3 separate regions of the Zea mays genome follow, and all the other regions are linked to region 3. Evidence: chromatin contacts called from public Hi-C data. All regions are on one chromosome and are shown on one strand. Each heading gives the region's core, a stretch centred on a gene start, on an enhancer-like site or on the middle of the called end of the contact. The rest is flanking DNA. Distances are from core to core; before and after follow the strand shown. Region 1 holds the start of LOC100276143 (Protein CHAPERONE-LIKE PROTEIN OF POR1 chloroplastic). Region 2 holds the start of LOC100275410. Region 3 holds the start of LOC100285140 (RING-H2 finger protein ATL1I).

What was found. A called contact is a pair of places that touch in the nucleus more often than the background predicts.
Region 1: a contact with region 3 is called in a Hi-C map of tassel, with 2.4 times the contacts expected there. The contact joins the promoter of LOC100276143 here to the promoter of LOC100285140 in region 3. A contact is called at or near these places in 3 of 25 Hi-C or Micro-C datasets (ear, leaf and tassel).
Region 2: a Hi-C map of bundle sheath shows a contact between it and region 3, with 5 times the contacts expected there. The contact joins the promoter of LOC100275410 here to the promoter of LOC100285140 in region 3. A contact is called at or near these places in 14 of 25 Hi-C or Micro-C datasets (bundle sheath, ear, endosperm and 4 more) and 2 of 3 datasets of contacts at active chromatin or transcription factors (leaf and seedling).

What each region holds. Positions count from the first base shown.
Region 1 is chr7:109,416,526-109,419,398 of Zm-B73-REFERENCE-NAM-5.0, forward strand. It overlaps LOC100276143 (Protein CHAPERONE-LIKE PROTEIN OF POR1 chloroplastic), which reads left to right and starts at 1,430. Exons shown (of 5, transcript NM_001150000.2): 1 at 1,430-1,601; 2 at 1,733-1,881; 3 at 2,706-2,873. The coding sequence starts at 1,549.
Region 2 is chr7:109,731,462-109,734,161 of Zm-B73-REFERENCE-NAM-5.0, forward strand. It overlaps LOC100275410, which reads left to right and starts at 1,312. Exons shown (of 3, transcript NM_001149487.2): 1 at 1,312-1,802; 2 at 1,909-2,027; 3 at 2,111-2,480. The coding sequence starts at 1,493. The coding sequence ends at 2,236.
Region 3 is chr7:109,586,933-109,589,927 of Zm-B73-REFERENCE-NAM-5.0, forward strand. It overlaps LOC100285140 (RING-H2 finger protein ATL1I), which reads right to left and starts at 1,482. Exons shown (of 1, transcript NM_001158034.2): 1 at 761-1,482. The coding sequence starts at 1,379. The coding sequence ends at 930.

The sequences.
Region 1 (2,873 bases), core at 180-2,679, 170 kb before region 3:
AGAATGGACTTTGGGGGAATGAGAATGTACTTTGCGTGGAGGGGGTAATGAGAAAGACAGTGCGGGAATGGGAATGACAGAACACGGAATGACAGCCTACCCCTTACCGCCTTAATAAGTAGTAGAGATTTGTTGCTCTTGTTGCTTGGCTTTTAATCATGCTTTCTTCATCTCCTTCTAAACTCTCTCGTGACTTGTAAAGCTAGCAAGAGACACCTAAGTGTGTGGTGGTACTTGCGGGGGCTTTGTGATCCTTGAGATTAAGAAGCACTCAACCCGTGATCGATTGAGAGAGGGAAAGGGTTGATAAAGACCCGGGCTTCGTAGCCTCCTCAACGGGGAGTAGGTTCATTGGAACCGAACCTCGGGAAACAAATCGTTGTGTTCATTTGTGTTGATCATTCACTTATGATTTGATTCTTCTTCTCCCCTCTCTCTAAAAATTCTCTTGATCACAATCCTTTGAGTTAGCTCCTAAAGTTATCTGTATTGATTGAGCAACTCATAGCAAGAAGAACTCTCTTTCGCACTCCGAATTTATTATTACTCTTTCTAGTCCTAACCCCGGATAAAGTTTGCGTTCAAAGTTTATAATTTATAGGTTTTGCTTATTCACCCTCTCTAGGCGACTTTCAATAATCAACAGAATAGTAGTATAATGATTGGGAGGATCCATTCACTTAGAGCCTTAGATCATCAACATCGAGCGCACACGAACACATCAATATCACAACAAACAAACAGAATCATGAGGGCCAACGACGCACATGGGCGACGCCACATTCACTTTGCCTGGTGCACTGATAGGGTAAACTAAAATTTTCCACTAGCAAATTTTTTTGACCATATATTTTTAAGATCATGTGTATATTTTTAAGGGGTGCACCATGGTAAAAGTGAAGCTGGATTCGCCCCTGGCGACGCACCATGTTTCATCTGCGGCTGTGGGTGATCGAGTTGTCCGGCCCTGCCTCAAGATACTGGCCCAAAAAGGAGCTGCTATGTACGCGGCTTGGTCTACAGAAGCAGTGCCGATGGCCGATTTCCTCCCGTGGGTCGCTCGCCGATCGCGGACCGCCTTCGTTGCTCCCTATCAATCTTTAAGGTAACAAATGTACATAGAAATTAAAAATCTCATTCGGTTGATATAATCTTTAAACACTGCACCGATGAATCTTTAAGATAAAATTGACCAAATCACTATATACGTCCGACTTGAACCTAGGATCTCAGATGCTAATGAGACTCTTATAACTACTAGGCTAATAAAAGGTTTATGCTATAGGTTTGTAATTTATTATGAGGAAAAGAGAAAAAGATAGAACACAGCTCGTTCCTGAGCGTAAACCCAACACAGCCCAGCCCACAAGAAGCCCAGAGAGAAGCTGACAGGCCGGCCTCACGACCACCAACCTGCCTCCTCGTCCTGGTTCCTGTCTCCGTCTCCGCGTCGCTCCCTATCCAATCTTCTCCTCCCTCCCTTCCCCGCGTCGCGGCAAGACGACCTCGCCGCTCCCTGCCTCCCTCTCCCCGCCGCAGGTGCTGGAGATGCAGGCGACTGCCGCCTCCTTCCTCGCCCGCCCACTCCCGCGGCTTCGCCGGTGCGCGCGACTGCCTTAAACCCTCCTCTTACCCCCCCCCCCCCCCCCCCCCCCCCCCCCCCCCCCCCAATCCTCGTGTTATTCCCTGTTTGTGGCGTGCTCTGAAGGTGATGTGGTTTTGTTCGATTCAGCATTGGCAGCTGGGGAGCGGATGCGGCGGTGGTGCGTGAGGGCGTTATCGCGCTCCCTCTGCGGCTGCGGGGGCCGCGGTGCTCCATTAGCCTCTCCATCGGCGCCGGCGCCGGCGCTGGCGCCGAAGCTGACCACGAGTTCAGCTACGGTAAGAGGCGCTGAATTTACAGCCTTAATTCCTTCGAAGCCTGTTTGAGTTGCTTTTGGAGTGTAAATTTGGCAGGGTAACGTATGTGTCTTTAGACGTTAAATCCATAGCCTTAATTCCTTCGAAGTCTTTCTGAGTTGCTTTTGGAGTATAAAATCTTGGTAGGGTAACGTATGTGTCTTTTGGGTTGCCGATGCATGAAGTAAGGAATAGTATGTGGGATCGTGCACTGGCCTTCAGTTACCAAACTGATAATGTGTTTTTAGTTTTAGTAGGTAGCCAATCCTGCAATGTACATTGTTCAATGTGATCGTGATGAGGAAATTTGGGGAGGGTGGGGCATACTGGAGATACAGAATGTATTCAGGAGATCCCTGTATTTAGGGAGATAAACAGATTGAAGGAGATCCCTGTATTTAGCGAAAGCGTATTATGAGTAAGAAAATTGACATTATGTACCTTCAGATCAAAAGTTCTGTTTGAATGTGTTTTCTCTCTTGTATAAATGCATGGTGCTGCTCTACGTAAATCGTGGGGTCTCTGTGGACCTAGAAATCGTGTTTTTTTACCAACACTAACCTGGCTGGGGCTGCTACAGACTAGTCCTGAAACTTAAAAATCGAATGTATATAGAAATTAAAAACCTCAATCAATTAATGTGACAACATTATAGGTGTGAATTTATTTGTTTGCAATGGCCTGTTTTTTGTAAGTCTCAGATTCTATCTTGGTTGACCGCACAATTTGTTGCTTTGTTGGGTTATTTCTGTACAAACTATTGGTTTACATGAGGTCATATCCATCCCTCTATTTGTTATCAACAGAGCATGTTCCGGTGTTCCCTAGATACCGAATACGAGATCCCTACAAGCTTCTTGGTGTTGATCGTGACGCATCTGAAGAAGAGATCCGAGGTGCGAGGAATTTCCTTATTCAACAGTATGCTGGGCATGAACCGAGTGAAGAAGCTATTGAAGGTGCTTATGAGAAGA
Region 2 (2,700 bases), core at 62-2,561, 140 kb after region 3:
GGTTGCAGAGTGAACGGAACGGAGCGTGACTGTGAGAGCGGGATTGGAACGGAGCGGCTCCGTCCCATTGATTTTTTGGAGCGGAATGGTTCCGGATCTGAGGAGAATATTCCCTAATTGGAGCCATTCCGTTCTAGTTACTTTGTAACCAAACAACAACAAAACTGGAACAGAACGGTTCCGTTCTACCTGGCTCTTCAACCAAACACTACCTTGGGTACCTTACACTGGGTTTAGCTAGAATCATATATGCACAACAATTCCAGTAGGGCACTAAATCTGAATTTAAGGGTTACTTTGGAATACGAAATTTTCCCCGTTTTATGTATTTTTTCTGTGAAAATAAATTGTTTTCTATGAAATTTCTATATGATTACTATAAAATTTCTACATTCCAAAGGAGCTCAATGTTTAAGAAAAAAAGGTCCGACAGAGTTTTTTATTTAAGCCCTCAAAGCAGTAGAGATATCCTAAAAGATCCCTTCTTGGTTTGCATGGGGGCACGCATGGAATGCAAACGCAAAAAAAGAAAGAGTGACGGTCAAGGTTCACGAAAAAAGAGAGCAGAAAATGACTTTGTAGAGAAGGTGATGAAAGCCTCCACAAAAAAGCAGCCAAGGCCCAAGGGCGCCGGAAAGAACAAAGAACGAAAATAAACGTCAGAAATTTTACTTATATGGATAATACATATGTGCGTGCGCATGTGCGTTGAGATTTGAAGTAAGCTCACCGGCCAGGGATTACGGCCGACCGTCTCCACCTGACCTTGAACGCTGACACATTACTTATCCAATATTCTAATACAACATCACTACTTTTTCATAATAACTATAATATGTATAGTATTATTATTATTATTATATCTAATCCAGTCAATAATCTACGACATCTTTTCAGAGGTTGATACGTACATCAGAAAGTAATAAACATTCACGAGTCAGAGTTTCAGACTCGTTCTACACAGCGCGATGTTCCCGGCGGAAGCTTTTTAGCTGAGTGCAAAACTAATGTGGCAGCAATTTATAGGTTCTTGTACATAATATCTGCCTGAAATCAATTCCAGACAATTGGGGGGGGGGGGGGGGGGGGGGGGGTGGGGGAGTTGGAATTTACCTGAAAACTTGAAATATTTTCCTGTGAAATTCACTTTTGTCTGCCCAAGAATTACCGTGGCCATAACGGATTCGAATCCTCAACAGCCACCCGGATCCAAAATCCAAAACCCTGCAAGAGCAAAGCTCCTCATCACCCACCCCTCGCTCACATTTAACACCCCACCACCTCAAAAACTGCAAGCCCCAAACTCACGACCACCGTCTCCACCACGGCACCACCATCACTCCAACACCACCGCCTCCCTCTCCGTTCTCTTCCTCCCAACGACTCAAACCGCCACCGTCGCGGCTCCCTGAACCACCAGACCAGCCCAGAGCCCAGCCCACCACAAACGCTGCTGCTGCTGGAGAGAGGGGCGCGCGGGCGGACGGGAGCGATGGGCAACTGCCAGGCGGCGGAGGCGGCGGCGGTCATCATCCAGCACCCCGGCGGGAAGGTCGACCGGCTCTACTGGTCCACCACCGCCGCCGAGGTCATGCGGAACAACCCGGGACACTACGTTGCCCTCGTCATACTCCGTGTTCCTGCAGATAACAAGCCCGCCGCCGCCGCCGCCGCCGCCGCCGGGGACGCCGCGGCGTCCTCCGGCCCCGGCAGTGGTGGGGCCAAGATCACCAGGGTCAAGCTGCTGAAGCCCAAGGACACGCTTCTCCTTGGCCAGGTCTACCGCCTCATCACCGCGCAAGGTTTGTTAGCACTCAGCTGTCCTGGCCATGGGCTTAAGGCCCATGGCGCGGTTCAATTTACTCGGGCAATCTTGAAATTCTCAACCCGATCGTGCTCCGCGCGCAGAGGTGACGAAGGCGGTGCGGGCGAGGAAGAACGAGAAGATGCAGCGGTGCGAGGCCATCAGGCAGCAGCACGAGCAGCTCCGGCGCGGCGACGGGGCTCACCAGAGCTCTTCCAGCCAGGTCGGTATGCGATTCTCTGACACCATTTTTTTCTTTTTATTTCCTGGTGCAACAAGCAGCTACTGATTCTTCTGTGGCTTCAGGACGGGAAGCAGGACAAGGACCGGCACCGGGGAAGAGGCCGGCACTGGCGGCCGGTGCTGCAGAGCATCTCCGAGTCCGCGAGCCAGAGCAGCAGCAGCATCGTCTCTGAATCCGCCACCAGCTAATGCTACTGACCGGACTGTGCCATCCGGCCGGTGCTCTCTTTCTTTCTTTTTCTTTTGGGATTTCTGTTTGCTTGTTAGTATAGAGTGCTTGAGCCTAGCCAGAAATGGAAAAAAAAACTGTAAATCAGAGTGTCAGGGCAGGACTAATAGGAAGTTTGTTTCGTCTGTCAATGTGATTTGGCATGGTGAAACTGACACTAAAACCGCGTATTCAGATCAATCGAGTGGTTTGCCAATTGCAACATTTCAGAGCATGAACACTAAGCAAAAAGGAAGAAGAAAAAAAAATGCAATCCTTGCTCTTCGATCCAGAGGAGGGCCCTAAGAGTTTTAACTCATCTCGAGAGAAAAGGTTCAAGAACCGGACTCTTGTACCATACTGTATTATTAGTCTTCGCATCACTAGCAGAAACTAAGTTCAAATAATCGAGCGGTTTGGCAATCGTAACTTTGCAAAGCATGAG
Region 3 (2,995 bases), core at 232-2,731:
TTAGATAATTTGCTTAACCACAATAATCTTGGAACAAAAATACTCCTTTGGGGAATAATACTTTTTAGGGTAGACCCCAAAACTTAATAAAAATAATTTTCACATAAAAGAAACAATTAAGGTACCAAAGTAAACTTCTTTTGAAATGCTTTATCAAACAAAAGAGATGCTCAAAAGATGAATGCACCACACACTTTAAATTCAAAATTTGAAAATAATTATCCTCTTCTAAGTTCTCGTGCTCGTGTTTTATTTGGTGTTTAAACGAAAACGTCCGATGCTCCATAATAGCCTGTTTTTCCTGTGTTTCTTAGTGTCTTTTCGTTTTGGTTTCTTGTATCTTGTACCTTGAACTCTTGCATGATCTTTATGTCTTCTTCAATGAATCTTCTAATGACTTTTTTTTGATGTGTCTATCTTCTCGATGGTCACTTTGCCTTGGTCCAAATCCATGTTACATCATTTGAACTATATTCATAGGTAGTAGCAAATAATGATTGTCAAACTAATTTTATTAATTATCAAACATCAAAACTTAATTATCAAATGGAACTCGGTCCATTTTCCTTGTATTCTACAAAAACAAGTTCTCTCACGTAGGTTGAGCACAAATAAAAATCCACTCCAGCTACCTGTTTTGATCATTCCTCTCCTCCACTTCCAAGTTCCAAGTCATATCTTGGTCGACTGATCTAAACATGTAAGTAATGGTATAACCAAACAAGATTGTGCAGTCACCCTTCTAGCCAGTGATCGATGAGAGCTCTAATTCCACATGAACTAGTCTACTAGTCGCAGTTAACTTTGCATTTGTATCCGCTATAGTCAAACAAACACCACGGAACTATATGGCGCCGCTTCTTGTACGTGTCATAGACAGAGCCGTCAGGCAGCACCGCAGCTGTAGGCTGCCTGCTGATCCGGCTTGGCTACGGCGCTCTGGTCGTCCGTGACGGCCGGGACCGGGAGGGCGCGCGGCAGGTGGGGCAGGACGCGCGCGTGGCGAGCCAGGCTTGCACGCAGGCGTCGTGGTATGCGTGGCCGCACGCCGGGAGCACGCGAACGCGCTCGCCGCCCTCCGGGTCGAGCTCGGACAGGCAGATGGCGCAGTCGGCCTCCGCCCACACGGCGCCGGCGCCGGCGCCGTCCACGGCTTGGGAGGGGGGCTTAGGATCCTGCGCCTCCCGCGCGGCGCGGCGGCGCTCGAGGCATTGGAGGAGGAAGCGCGCGGTGTGGTAGAGGCAGACGGCGGCGCAGGAGGAGTAGGCGAGGAGGAGGACGACGGCGGAGAGGCGGGAGAGAAATGTATCGCCCCACGGGTCGATGGGAGTCGGAGGCTGCGCGGGTGACGGTGGTGGTGATGAGGAGTTGTTGATCATGGTCGCAGGTGCCGCCGTGCCGGTGGAGGGAGGGCGAGGCGGTGTGGCCGCTGCTCCGGTGCGCAGCGCTAGCGCCTGGCGCCATGCATGTGTCCTTTGGGCTGGCTGGAGCTTTTGTGGCTTGGACTTTTAGAGGCCGTGTGTGTGTGTGACAAGGCCGCCGCAGCGTGAAATCTGTTAGTTGGGCTAAAAATGGGCTGTCTAGATACTGCACCCTTCGGTTTGTTACTTTGTTGGGCTTTTTGTAGGAAACTACTGCATCTCTATTTGGTCTGGAGATGACGCGCCGGATCCTTTTTTCTCGTGAAGAAAAAAAGCAGCAGAGAGATGGTGCAACGCAAACAGAGGAGAGTATCCACTTCCATTTTTCTCAGCTAAAAAAAATAAGAATATACTGTACGTCCTATTGCGTGCAGAAATATTACAACAGCAGCAGATCGACGTGCGATCAGTTTGAAGTTTCAGGCTTTCAGCCACTTGTCGCACGAGATTACAAAAAACGCTTTCGCGCTCGTCTCGGGTACGGTCCTGCAAAGATGGCACAGCAGCACAACGGCACCGCCCATGGCCGTTTCAGCGAAGAGAAAGGCCTGCCCCCGCCCGGACCTGGAGAGGATAAGGAGCCGTCGCCGTCTGGACATCTGGACCTTCCCTCTCTCTATCTCTCTCTCTCTCTCCCCCGTGCCGGCACCGTCTGTGTGAATGGAGCGCCCGAAATCTGCATGGAGTTGATGGCAATGCTGATGGCAACCTGCTGGTTTATCTGTATGCGGAAACCCGCAACAAACCGTGATGCTGCCGGATACGCATACGCAGCAGCAGGGGTGGTCTTGTCTTCCAGAACGAATCCTACAGATAGCGGCAGCGGTTGCTCGCAATGCTAACCACGCACCTTTCTCTTGATCTTGATTGGGTTTTGTGTATGCACAAGCCTCGTGGACTTTATTTACACTATCTAGAATTTCCTATCTAGAATTTCCGAGTGTTTTGTTTGGTCCACGGGACAAAAAAGTCTCAGGGTCCCTATGAATCAACTGAAGCACTCGAGAAGAATAGAATTCTAGATTCATTTTTTGTAGTCAGACTATCTAAACTTTTTTCGTGACCTATTTTATAGAAAAAAATACTACCTCCATTCTTAAATATTTTTAAAAAACTTTGACAGCTCGTCTTATTCAACAAAAATGTGAAATATTGTTTATTTTGCTATAATTTGTTTTATCACTTGAGGTAATTTAAGCGTGACTTGAAATTTTATATTTTCGAATAAGACAAGTGGTCAAAGTTTTTTTTTAAAAATCAACGGCGTCATATATTTAAAAACGGAGGGAGTACCATCGTTTATGTTGAGGAAGCTGTTGAGCACTGTTTGTGGCACTGGGCATGCCCGAGTGGACCGGCCTGCCTTAGGCCCGGACAGTCTACGATTAGATCAGAACATGTGAATTAAGCTTCTATCTCCGCGCATGTTTATCCCTCTAAACTCGTGAGAGTTGTTGGAGGACGCCTAGAAGCGGGTCCACACCTCCCCTTATATATTTGATGGGGTATGACTGATTGAATCAATCAGCAATCAAACCAAATCAATATATCATATGTTCCTTTACTTTTTGCCT